2 separate regions of the Sus scrofa genome follow, and region 1 is linked to region 2. Evidence: chromatin contacts called from public HiChIP or PLAC-seq data. All regions are on one chromosome and are shown on one strand. The core of a region is the stretch at or near the end of the contact, and the rest is flanking DNA. Distances in the headings are between cores, read along the strand shown. Region 1 holds the start of ST8SIA4 (ST8 alpha-N-acetyl-neuraminide alpha-2,8-sialyltransferase 4). Region 2 overlaps LOC110259429 (a long non-coding RNA gene).

The links. HiChIP or PLAC-seq counts read pairs in DNA pulled down with a chosen protein or histone mark.
Region 1: an H3K27ac HiChIP or PLAC-seq map of skeletal muscle shows a contact between it and region 2, with 4 times the contacts expected there. The contact joins the promoter of ST8SIA4 here to the enhancer-like site in region 2. A contact is called at or near these places in 8 of 47 Hi-C or Micro-C datasets (alveolar macrophages, embryonic fibroblasts, heart right ventricle and 4 more) and 2 of 2 datasets of contacts at active chromatin or transcription factors (alveolar macrophages and skeletal muscle).

The regions. Positions count from the first base shown.
Region 1 is chr2:106,842,593-106,847,602 of Sscrofa11.1, reverse strand. It overlaps ST8SIA4 (ST8 alpha-N-acetyl-neuraminide alpha-2,8-sialyltransferase 4), which reads left to right and starts at 1,797. Exons shown (of 13, transcript NM_001037322.1): 1 at 1,797-2,198. The coding sequence starts at 2,086.
Region 2 is chr2:106,701,240-106,705,809 of Sscrofa11.1, reverse strand. All of the region lies in intron 2 of LOC110259429 (a long non-coding RNA gene), which reads left to right. Among named protein-coding and RNA genes, the nearest start is that of ST8SIA4, 140 kb to the left of the region's middle. Within about 2 kb of position 1,494, at least 6 of the 83 cell types and tissues checked have an H3K27ac peak or open chromatin away from gene starts, as enhancers often do. A contact at or near this core is called in liver and skeletal muscle, where this site is marked.

The sequences.
Region 1 (5,010 bases), core at 548-3,047, 140 kb before region 2:
CCATGTACTGCCCACCCCCTCCGCATCCCAGTCCCTTTTAACATAAATAAGAAGCTGTTTTATTCTCGGAGTTTCTGCCTGTTGAGAAGTCTGTGTGATAGATATGCATTAATGCAGGCAGGATTTGCCTAGATATCAATAAACTCGAAAGGCTCCCGGTGGGCCACTTGTAGTGTCAATAAAGGTTCATAATTACTTGCTCCTTTGAGCATTTTAAACCCAACCTCCTATTTGCTCCACTGCGAATAGGAGGCTGGAGACCAGAGAGGTTCTTCACTTTCTAAATCTTAGGGGAAGAATGGCAAATATTGCCAGGCATCTTGGGTTTTTAAGGAGAGGATTTGGCTATTATCCTTGTTATTTTAAGCTGTCAAAGGACTAGAAACTCAGAATAACCACCTTTTTCTCCCTCCAGCAGAGAGTTGATAGGGAGCCTCACCCTTACATTACTGGCTCAGGGAGGTGTAAACCTCAGGGGTCCACAGCTGCAGACACTGCTCAACCTGAAGGAACAAGTGATGTAATTTAGAGAATCTCTGTGAGGAAGGGGGAGGCAGAGAACTTGGGACCTGCTCAAATTGATGGGGGAAACTCCTGGCTTCCAGGCATTATTTCTCCTGAGCGGTGCCTCCATCAGCTCAGAGGTAAAAGTCAAACCAGGACTGGTACAACCCAGTGCAGCAAGCACTCTGGGTGAGGAGAGTGAGGACCATAGACATGGAGAGGTATTCTGATCAAGACTCTAAGACTGGGAAAGTGTCCCTCCCATTAAATACAGTAGAGGTAAAAAATAAAAACCAACCAACTAAGCAAACAGAAACAGGAGAGGGAAGAAGAGAGTGAGAATCAGATTAAAGACACATTGAGACTTTGTAGAACAGCTTGCTCCTCCTTCTTTCCTTCTTTCTTCCCTCCCTCCTTCCTTCCTGAGTATAGGTGTACTTGGGTTTAAAAACATGGTCCTGCTTTTCTCAGAATCCTCTCTCTCTTCAGTGAAGTTTAAGTAGGGTTGGAGTTTCCTTGACTCCTGAGTGAGGAGTTTCCAAATGGCAATGAATGAGAGTCACATAAATATCCACAAAGTTCCTAATGACACCTCTGTTATCACTTGTTTCCTGCAAGATTCTGAGTCGGGTGGTCATCCACCACCCACACCGAGTGGGCGATCGACTAATCCGCTCATGTGTGTATTTGTACTTTCCAGATTAAGCTGTGCACGGAATATAAAACGTTCTCCAACTCCTCCCCCCTCCCTCCCCCATTCATTCTACTTGGGAGGGCGCGCATTTGCGTGTGTGCACGCGCCTGTTTGTGCGAGTGTGTGTATATTTAGCAAAGACGCGTGGAAGAAGCTACACCTCTTGCTACCCACTCCAAGCTCTATCTGAGCAGGACGCGTCTCTGATCTGTCACCAGCAGAGGTATCCTCTCCACGCTGGTGCGGACGGACTATCTCGGTGCTTCCTTGTGCACAGAGCTAACGCTTTGGTGTCCCGAGAGAGCGACCTGACTTCCTCCTACTGCTCTTCCCACGGTATGCGAGTCCTGATGCGTGCGAGTGTGTGTGTGTGTATACACACGACTGTGAGCTTGTGAGCTTCCTCTCCCAGCACAGTGCAGACAGCGCCAGCGACGTTACTCTCCTAGCAGCAGCCAGCAACGCAAGGCAGCAGCAGCCTCCGCCCCCTCAGTCCCGTGATTGGCTGGTTTTGCTCATCATTTCCCTGCTAGAAAAAGGGAAGGGCCAGTGACGCCCCCGAACCCAGCTGCAGAAGCGGCCGCCACCTCCCATGCACAAGGTGTCTCTTCGGAAAAGAAACCTGAGCCCCAGGGAGGCGGCGCGGAGCGACCGGGGCAGGGCTGGCGGGAACCGCGAGGGAGTGCGCTGGGCACTGCTCGAGGACCAGCGGGAGCTCGGCTGGGCTGCAGAGGACCCTCGAGACCTGCCCCTGAGATCCCGGCTCCACGCTCTCCTCGCGTTTTACAGATTCCCCTTCCCCGTGACTACATCTCCCCAAAACGGAGCCTTTATATGAAGAGAAGGTGAGGGAGCTGGGGCAACCAGGACTTTCCCGGGCACCCAAGATGCGCTCCATTAGGAAGAGGTGGACGATCTGCACGATAAGTCTGCTCCTGATCTTTTATAAGACAAAAGAAATAGCAAGAACTGAGGAGCACCAGGAGACGCAACTCATCGGGTAAATGCAAAGCTTCATTTTAGGATATGTCAAAAAGTCAAGCCATAAATGAAATGTGAATATAGACGATAGAGTGAGGGTTGGGGTATTATGTGCGTTGGGGTCAGCTTCTGAATGTTTAGTCTCATGAATTAAATAACAAAGGCTGTGGTTGAGGTGTGTATGCTCTCTACGTGGGTTCCCAGTATGAGTTCAACTTGCCCTGTGCGGCGATAGTGACGGTTGTATTGGTGCTGCCAGGGCTCATAAGCCCAAGTCATTGCAGAAGTGTCAACAAAGAACGGGTGTCCTTGCCCTTTTAATCCCAAGGCAAAACTCAATCGAGATGTCTTTATTCACCATCTGATTGTCCTTCCTTCTTTCCTGCCCCATCACGGTAGGGAGATAACTAGAAAAAGCTGGCTTCCTGAAAGGCTGAAGTTAATTAAAGCCCAGAAAGCAGGAAATGTGTCTCTGTTTCTTTACAATTCTTTGGCGTTGGGTAGATCTGTGTATCATAATTCGAATTAGAAACTCCGACACAAGCAACCATACTTCCTTATTTGCTCTCCGTGGGTAAAACGCATGGGCGTCATGGTTACAGTTTTGGAAACTGGGAACTGTAGCTTCACACAGACTATATTTCTGCTCTTTCTTTAGTTTGTCTAGATGAGTTCAGACTCTTCCTCCACCTCAGTAAGTTCTCTAAATATCACACTTCCTTCCTCCCTCCCTTTGGCCTCTGTATCTTTGAAGTTTACCCAGGAGGTGGCTGTAACTCTGTGTTGCTTACATAGCTTGGAAGCGTTTTCTGAGGATGTGAACCCGGTTGTCAACTCTGTACAAAGTCCTGTTTCGGAAATCCTCCCTCATCCCGAGGCGTCCGCTATCGCCATCAGAAACTGCACGCTGGCAAAGATGACATTTATGAAAACGGGGATAGAACCCTTGCCATTGTGTTCTGGGGCGTGGGGGTGGGCAGAGGACTGCCAAAACGTGTGTGCGCGTACACACACACACACACACACACACAAACTTCAGGCACTCCATTTCTTAATATTCCTGCTCCTCCCTGAGTAATGAGAATTTAGGTGAGCAAGACTCTTAGCTCATCCTTACAGAAGAAATTGTTATTTTATAGATTAAGTTAAGACAATCGAAAGGGACTGGAAGAGAATGAAGAAGGTAATACGGTATGGGCTGGTTGATTGGTATGCATCAACAAATCTCTAAATGGTCTATTTTCGAGGGAAAATGCCAAACTGTATGAGGTCGTTAACACAGGGAGTGGGTGGGTTGAGAATTCAGCTTAGCTCGATTGTCAGAAAAGAAGGACTCTGGGTGGGGGAGTGGGCATACCCGGTAGATCTGTGCTTCCCAGGCAGACAAAGGGGTCTTTAGGAAGGTGGTGATCCGGCGCGTGGGGGAGAGGCGGAGGTTGGGGCGCGGGGGTCGAGGTTCTTTGTTCCCTTCTGGGCTAGTGGGCTCCTAAGATAAGCGCGAGCCAGGACAAAGCGGCCAAGCCTCGCCAGGACTCTTAGGTTCCGGCCCTTGGCTGGCAACCCTGGAGAGCGAGAGTGGGCGGGACGAGAGAGGCGAGAGGAGGCGCCACATGCGGCCGAGCTTCCCTAAACCGCTGGCCGGGAGGAGGAACGCACCCCCAGTCCTCCGGGGGAATTAACAGACTGGGATGCTCCCCATTTCCTGGGTAACAATTCTTCTGTGGCCTTTCCTGGACGCCAGCCGGCCGGTGGGCGCTGCCCCGGGCGTGGAGGAAGGAGGCGGGGCGCGGCAGCGATCGGGCTAGCCCGGCTAGGTTCCTCGCACCCTTTTCGGGCTGAACCAGCTTTTCCTTCTCTGAGATTGCGCGCGGCGGACGCGAGAGTTCATCAAACAGAAAGAGAGGTGCGCGAGGGGCTACCCCCTGCTCCGGAGAGGTGGCCCACAGGGTGGAAGAATGAGTGAGGAGACGGGGGAAGCCTTTATTGCAGGAATCAGGGCCCTTTTCAAATAATAACCCTACTAACTTTTACTGCTCAGTCTGCAACCGGGCTCCTCCTCCATAATTAAAACCCGCAATTACGGCCATGCGGGGCAAGGCGGAGAAGCGGCTGCCGGCGTCGCGCGCCCCCTGGGTGCCCCGCAGAGTCCTGGCTGCTGTGGCCACCGCCGGATCTTGCCTGGGACTGGGGAGTTGCTGCTGCCGGGGGCAACGTGAGGACACTTGGTCCGTCCCCTGCCCTCAGATGAAGCATTGAGAGAAGCTTGTAATACCAGTTTATGATTTCGTTTCAACTCCCGAATAGTGCTTCTGGTGGAGGAATTGACTCATCAAACGATCGTCTTCTCAGCGACTCTCTTTCTGCCATAGCCACACGTGGAGGGGCTTGTTTTGAGATGAGTAAACTAGAGTGGCAGTTTGGCCCCAAGAACCCAGGCCAGTAATCGGCAGTGAGGTAACCGGCAGTCTCTGACCTTTGGGGGGCACTGCGTGCCTTGTGACTGGGCAGTAGATTCTGTTAAGGGGCCGCCTTCCCTAGTCCTTGCATCTTACAGCATCTCCCTAGATTCATATTTAACTTCTGGCTACCATTTGCAGTAGGCAGGCAGTTTCTTCAACTATGCGACCTCTCTCCTTATTTAACACTGGAGGTCCAGGCTAGAGTCAGTAGAACAGAGTTCTTATCTCCACCATTGAGCAGTCATTCAACACGGAAGGAAAAAAAAAGAACAACACAACTTTCCGACCAATTATCCACAATCTCATTTCTCTAGAGGAATACTAACGGCATGTTTTTTTGTTTTTTTTTTGTTTTTTTTTTAAATAAAGAAT
Region 2 (4,570 bases), core at 245-2,744:
AGAGCCACAGCAACGCGGGATCCGATCCGTGTCTGCAACCTACACCACAGGTCACGGCAACTCCAGATCCTTAACCCACTGAGCAAGGGCAGGGACCCAACCCGCAACCTCATGGTTCCTAGTCGGATTCATTAACCACTGCACCACGACGGGAACTCCTTAAGCTTCTTTAAAGCAAAGGGTTAGCACAGGGTTTGATTTGTAATGGTCACTTACAAGTTTTCTGAATGAAGAAATGAATCTTGTAATCCTGGTGTGAACAGTCTTCAAAGAGAGAGTAAAAAGGCAAAGTATTTATTCTAGGCGAGAGGAAGGCGTCACTGAGGAAATGACCTTCAACTCGGGTTTTGAAGGATGAGATAAATTATGCTAGAATACAATCAAAGGAAGCTGAACAGATTTCTAAGCTGATCCTAAATGCATTCAGCTAAATTGCTTAGAGTGTCCAAACACAATCTAAAGAGAACTTGTCAAAACAGGCTAGAAATTGCTTAGGGAAATATATTGAAGCTCAAAGCAGCAAAAGTATTTATTTTTCAAGCAGCATTAGCAAGAATATATGGAGACCAAAAACTAAGAGAATTCATTACAAGTACTTCTTCAATGAATAGCACACCCCACACGGCTTTCAGGGAACACAGCTGGAATTTGCATGAGGATGTGATGCAACTAATCCTTTAATAGCACAGGGAAGGTGAGCTGACAGGCCTGCAGCAGTGTGTCACATGGTTGACAGGATTTGTCACACTTTGGGTCCTCCTCCCATGGAACTTGTCACTAGTTCTTAAGTTTCTCTCTCTTCTTGCCTGGAGGGGGCAAATCATCCTTCTAATATTTTGCCAGAAATTTCCATGCTGAGAGCTGAAATGATGTGTGAGGAGATCTTGGTAAAAAATAGTTAAGAGACATTATTATGGCCAATTTGACTTGGAGTGGTCCAAGGAAACTAGATCTCATGTGAAATTAAAATAGATTGACAGTACTTAGCAGTAGTTCGGGGATGTGTGGCCACAGAAATGACCAATCTTGGTGTATGTCTTGAAAAGTAGCAAGTCAAAGATTTCTGATAGTTAACTTATGGAAAGAAGATTTTGAAATCATAAATTTAACTATACTAAAAATACTATTCCACTCTTCTCTGTTTGAAGAAATTAAGATTCATTCTAGTGACGATGGTAGACTTGGGGACCTTTGAACTTGTTTTTCAAGATGTGCTACATTTTTAAGAATTGTCTTGAAAAGTGCACCCAGCAGTAGTTTGTGTCCACATGAGGAAAGACTATAACTTCACTATACTGTGTGTTTACCACACCACAACTGAATTGTTTTCCAGTTGATCCTTTGTTTTAAAAGGATCAAAGGTCAGATGGACTGTGCACTGAGGAGCATGACTAGAACTGAGACATGTCTGAGTAGCAAGGCACATGAGGACAGATAAAATTGTTGAGAATATTAAACCTAGAGAAAAAAAATAACTTGGAAGATGATGACAATAGCTAAAGCATTGTCATGCTTCAGATGAAGTAAACCTTTTGGTTTCCTCTAGAGGAAGTAGCTGTGGTGAAAGTGTGGGGGTTACAGAAAATTGATTTCATTTCGAAGTGTAAAGATCACAACAAGATGGAATCCCTGGAAAAGTATCAGAATTGTTTAAACAGGGGTTGAAGTTAAGCCATCTAGAATGTTGAAAAAGATTTAGGCATTAGGTGGAAGTTTGGACCATATGACAATTCTTTCACATATAGAAAATTAACCAACCAAATAATTAAATGGATTAGAAAGCTGTAATAATGGCAGTTCCCTTTGTGGCTTAGCTGTTAATGAAACTGACTAGGATCCATGAGGATGCAGGTTTGATTCCTGGCCTCGCTCAGTGGGTTAAGGATCTGGCATTGCTGTGAGCTGTGGTATATAGGACACAGACACAGCTCGAATCTGGTGTTGCTGTGACCGTGGTATAAACTGGCTGCTGTAACTCCAATTCAACCCCTAGCCTGGGAACTTCCATATGCTGAGGGTGCGGCCCTTAAAAAAAAAGAAAAAAAGAAAGCTGTAATAATGAATTTGGTATGGTATCAGGTAGAAATAGACAATAGTCAAGTGGAATAGAAGAGAGAGCTCAGAGACAGAAACACGAGCATATAGAACCTTAATTTATAATAAAGTGATCCAATAGATCAATGAATAGACCTAAATTGTCGTAGTATACAGTGCTAAATAATGCCTCATTATATAGATAAAAAAGATTGGAACGCTACCTATTAGCACATTGAAAAGATGATTCCAAAAGAATTAAATACTAAATATTAAAGATAAAACTATAATATATCAGTAAGAATTGTTTTGAAAATATCTTTATGATAGGAAAAAACTTCGTAAATTTCGAAAGCACAAATCATAGGGGAAACGACTTGTTCAATTACATAAAATTAAGAATTTTTATCTAAAATAGACACTGAACAAAATTAGTACATGTAAAACAGAATGGGAAAATCTACAGATGGCAGAGCAACAAAAGCTAGAATTTCCAAAAATCAACAAATCAGCCCCAATAGAAAAATCGACAAATTGAAATTGACCAAGGGAGCAAAGATTTAGAGGAGAAAATTTTAAAAAGCTAAGAAAGTGCTTACAATCATTAGTTAATAAAGAATTACAAATGTGAAGACCATGAGGTATCTATTAATGGCCAAAAAAACTTAAAAGCTGGATAATACAAAGTATTCACATAAATAAGAGCTCTGTGAATTTCCACGTGCTGCTAGTGAAAATACAGATTGTAATACTCATTCTGGAGAGATTCTGTCATTTCCTCATAAAATAATGTGTGCCTTACTGTCCAGGAATTCCACTTCTTGATGTATAGTTCTAAGAAATTCTCACACAAGTCCTCAGAGAGCTATGTAGATTGCAGCAATATTTATAGTAATAAGAAGTTGAAGCAACTTGGGAATGCATTGCTAGAAGGGTAGAAAAGAAAATGAAGTCAATGTGTAGCATGAATTATTGTATATGAACTACTGAGTATTGAAGTAATGGATTAGAGGTACACAAAGAAATATGAATGTTCTTAAAACATAGTATTTAATGATAAAAGTGAAGAAAGATTACTGTCATATATAGCACAGTACCACATAAGTGCATTAAAAACACATGTACATATTTGCCAAAACACGCACACACACCAAATACACATTAAACACATTAGCATAACAACTACTGGAATAAATGTGAATTTAGAAGAGTAATAGGGGGGATAAAAGGGAATAAACATAAGGAAAACAAAAGAGGCTTTGCATGGATCATTGATGATTCTGCGCCGAGAACCGAGCATAATTGTATCTGAAAATAAAGTAAAGCAATAAAATCATATTTTATGTTCAAGGACCTAGGAACTGGTAACAACACAAGCTCTTTCCTCAGAGTTGCTCCTAGGATAGTATAGGACTACATTCTCCTTTTCTCCCACGGCAGGTCTCAAGATTTTGCTTTCTAATGTATACATTTCGTAAAGGAGTTTCTTCCACCTTATCGTGTAAATATACATATGAAAGAACAGCAAAGGAGAATCATCTCTGACTTTTCCACTTTGAAACATATTCCAGCCATGCACTGAAATATTTCAGTCATTTTTTTAAAGGTTTCATTTTTTAATGGAAGAAAAGTTTAATTTGAAGATAATATGAAACTGTTAAAATAGCTTATTAAACATAAAGGATAAAAGAACTAGTGGAGCTTTAAAATGGTAATTAAAAGAGCTGATGTGTGTCTAATGCATTTATTCAGTGTCTTCTAGCAGTAAGTCATGATAACACTAAAAATTTTGCCTATATATTCGAGTTATTATGATTGCTGAAATTTCTGCCTCCACCAACTGTTAGAGTCCTACAGTCTTCCTGCATTTAAGACATTTAAGCTGCCAAAAGGTAGAAAATGCTGCACTCAGAATGGGGACATAGGCATACAGTGTTGGCTTGCAGCCCAGCCTGCCTCTTTACAGGGAGTGTATGGAGCCTATGCCGCCTTCACAAAACTGCAGGGTGGGGGGTGAGACGTGACTTCCTCTTCAAAGTGAAATTAGAAGTGACACAAATTACTTAATAGACCTCTGTCTATAAAGGATGTATTCTGTTTCAGGGTGCTTTCAAGTTTTGAGAGGAATTTACAGGTATTAGCTAAACACTGACTCACCAGCAACTGCCTGTGAGATAGGTACAGTAATATTATCTTGATTCTGCAGAGGAAAAAACTGGGTCTGCAAAGACATTTTCCTACACATGCTAAAGGTCACATACGTTCTTAGGCTAAAATATGGTTTGAACAAAAGTTTTCGAGTTATAAGTCAGAATCTTTTTTTCCAACATGATTTAAAATTTCCATCAGACCGTAAACAGCTTCCTCAAATTCTTTCCCAGTCTGAATCAGAAGTTACGTTTCCCTAATGACTGCCATTAGGGAAACATATACCAGAGAAAGAAAGGCTGAATGGAATTATAGAATATTTAGGTACAATGTATGGCTGGACATAATGGTTTCAAGATGGTTTTCTGTTGATTTGGTTGTGTTTTAT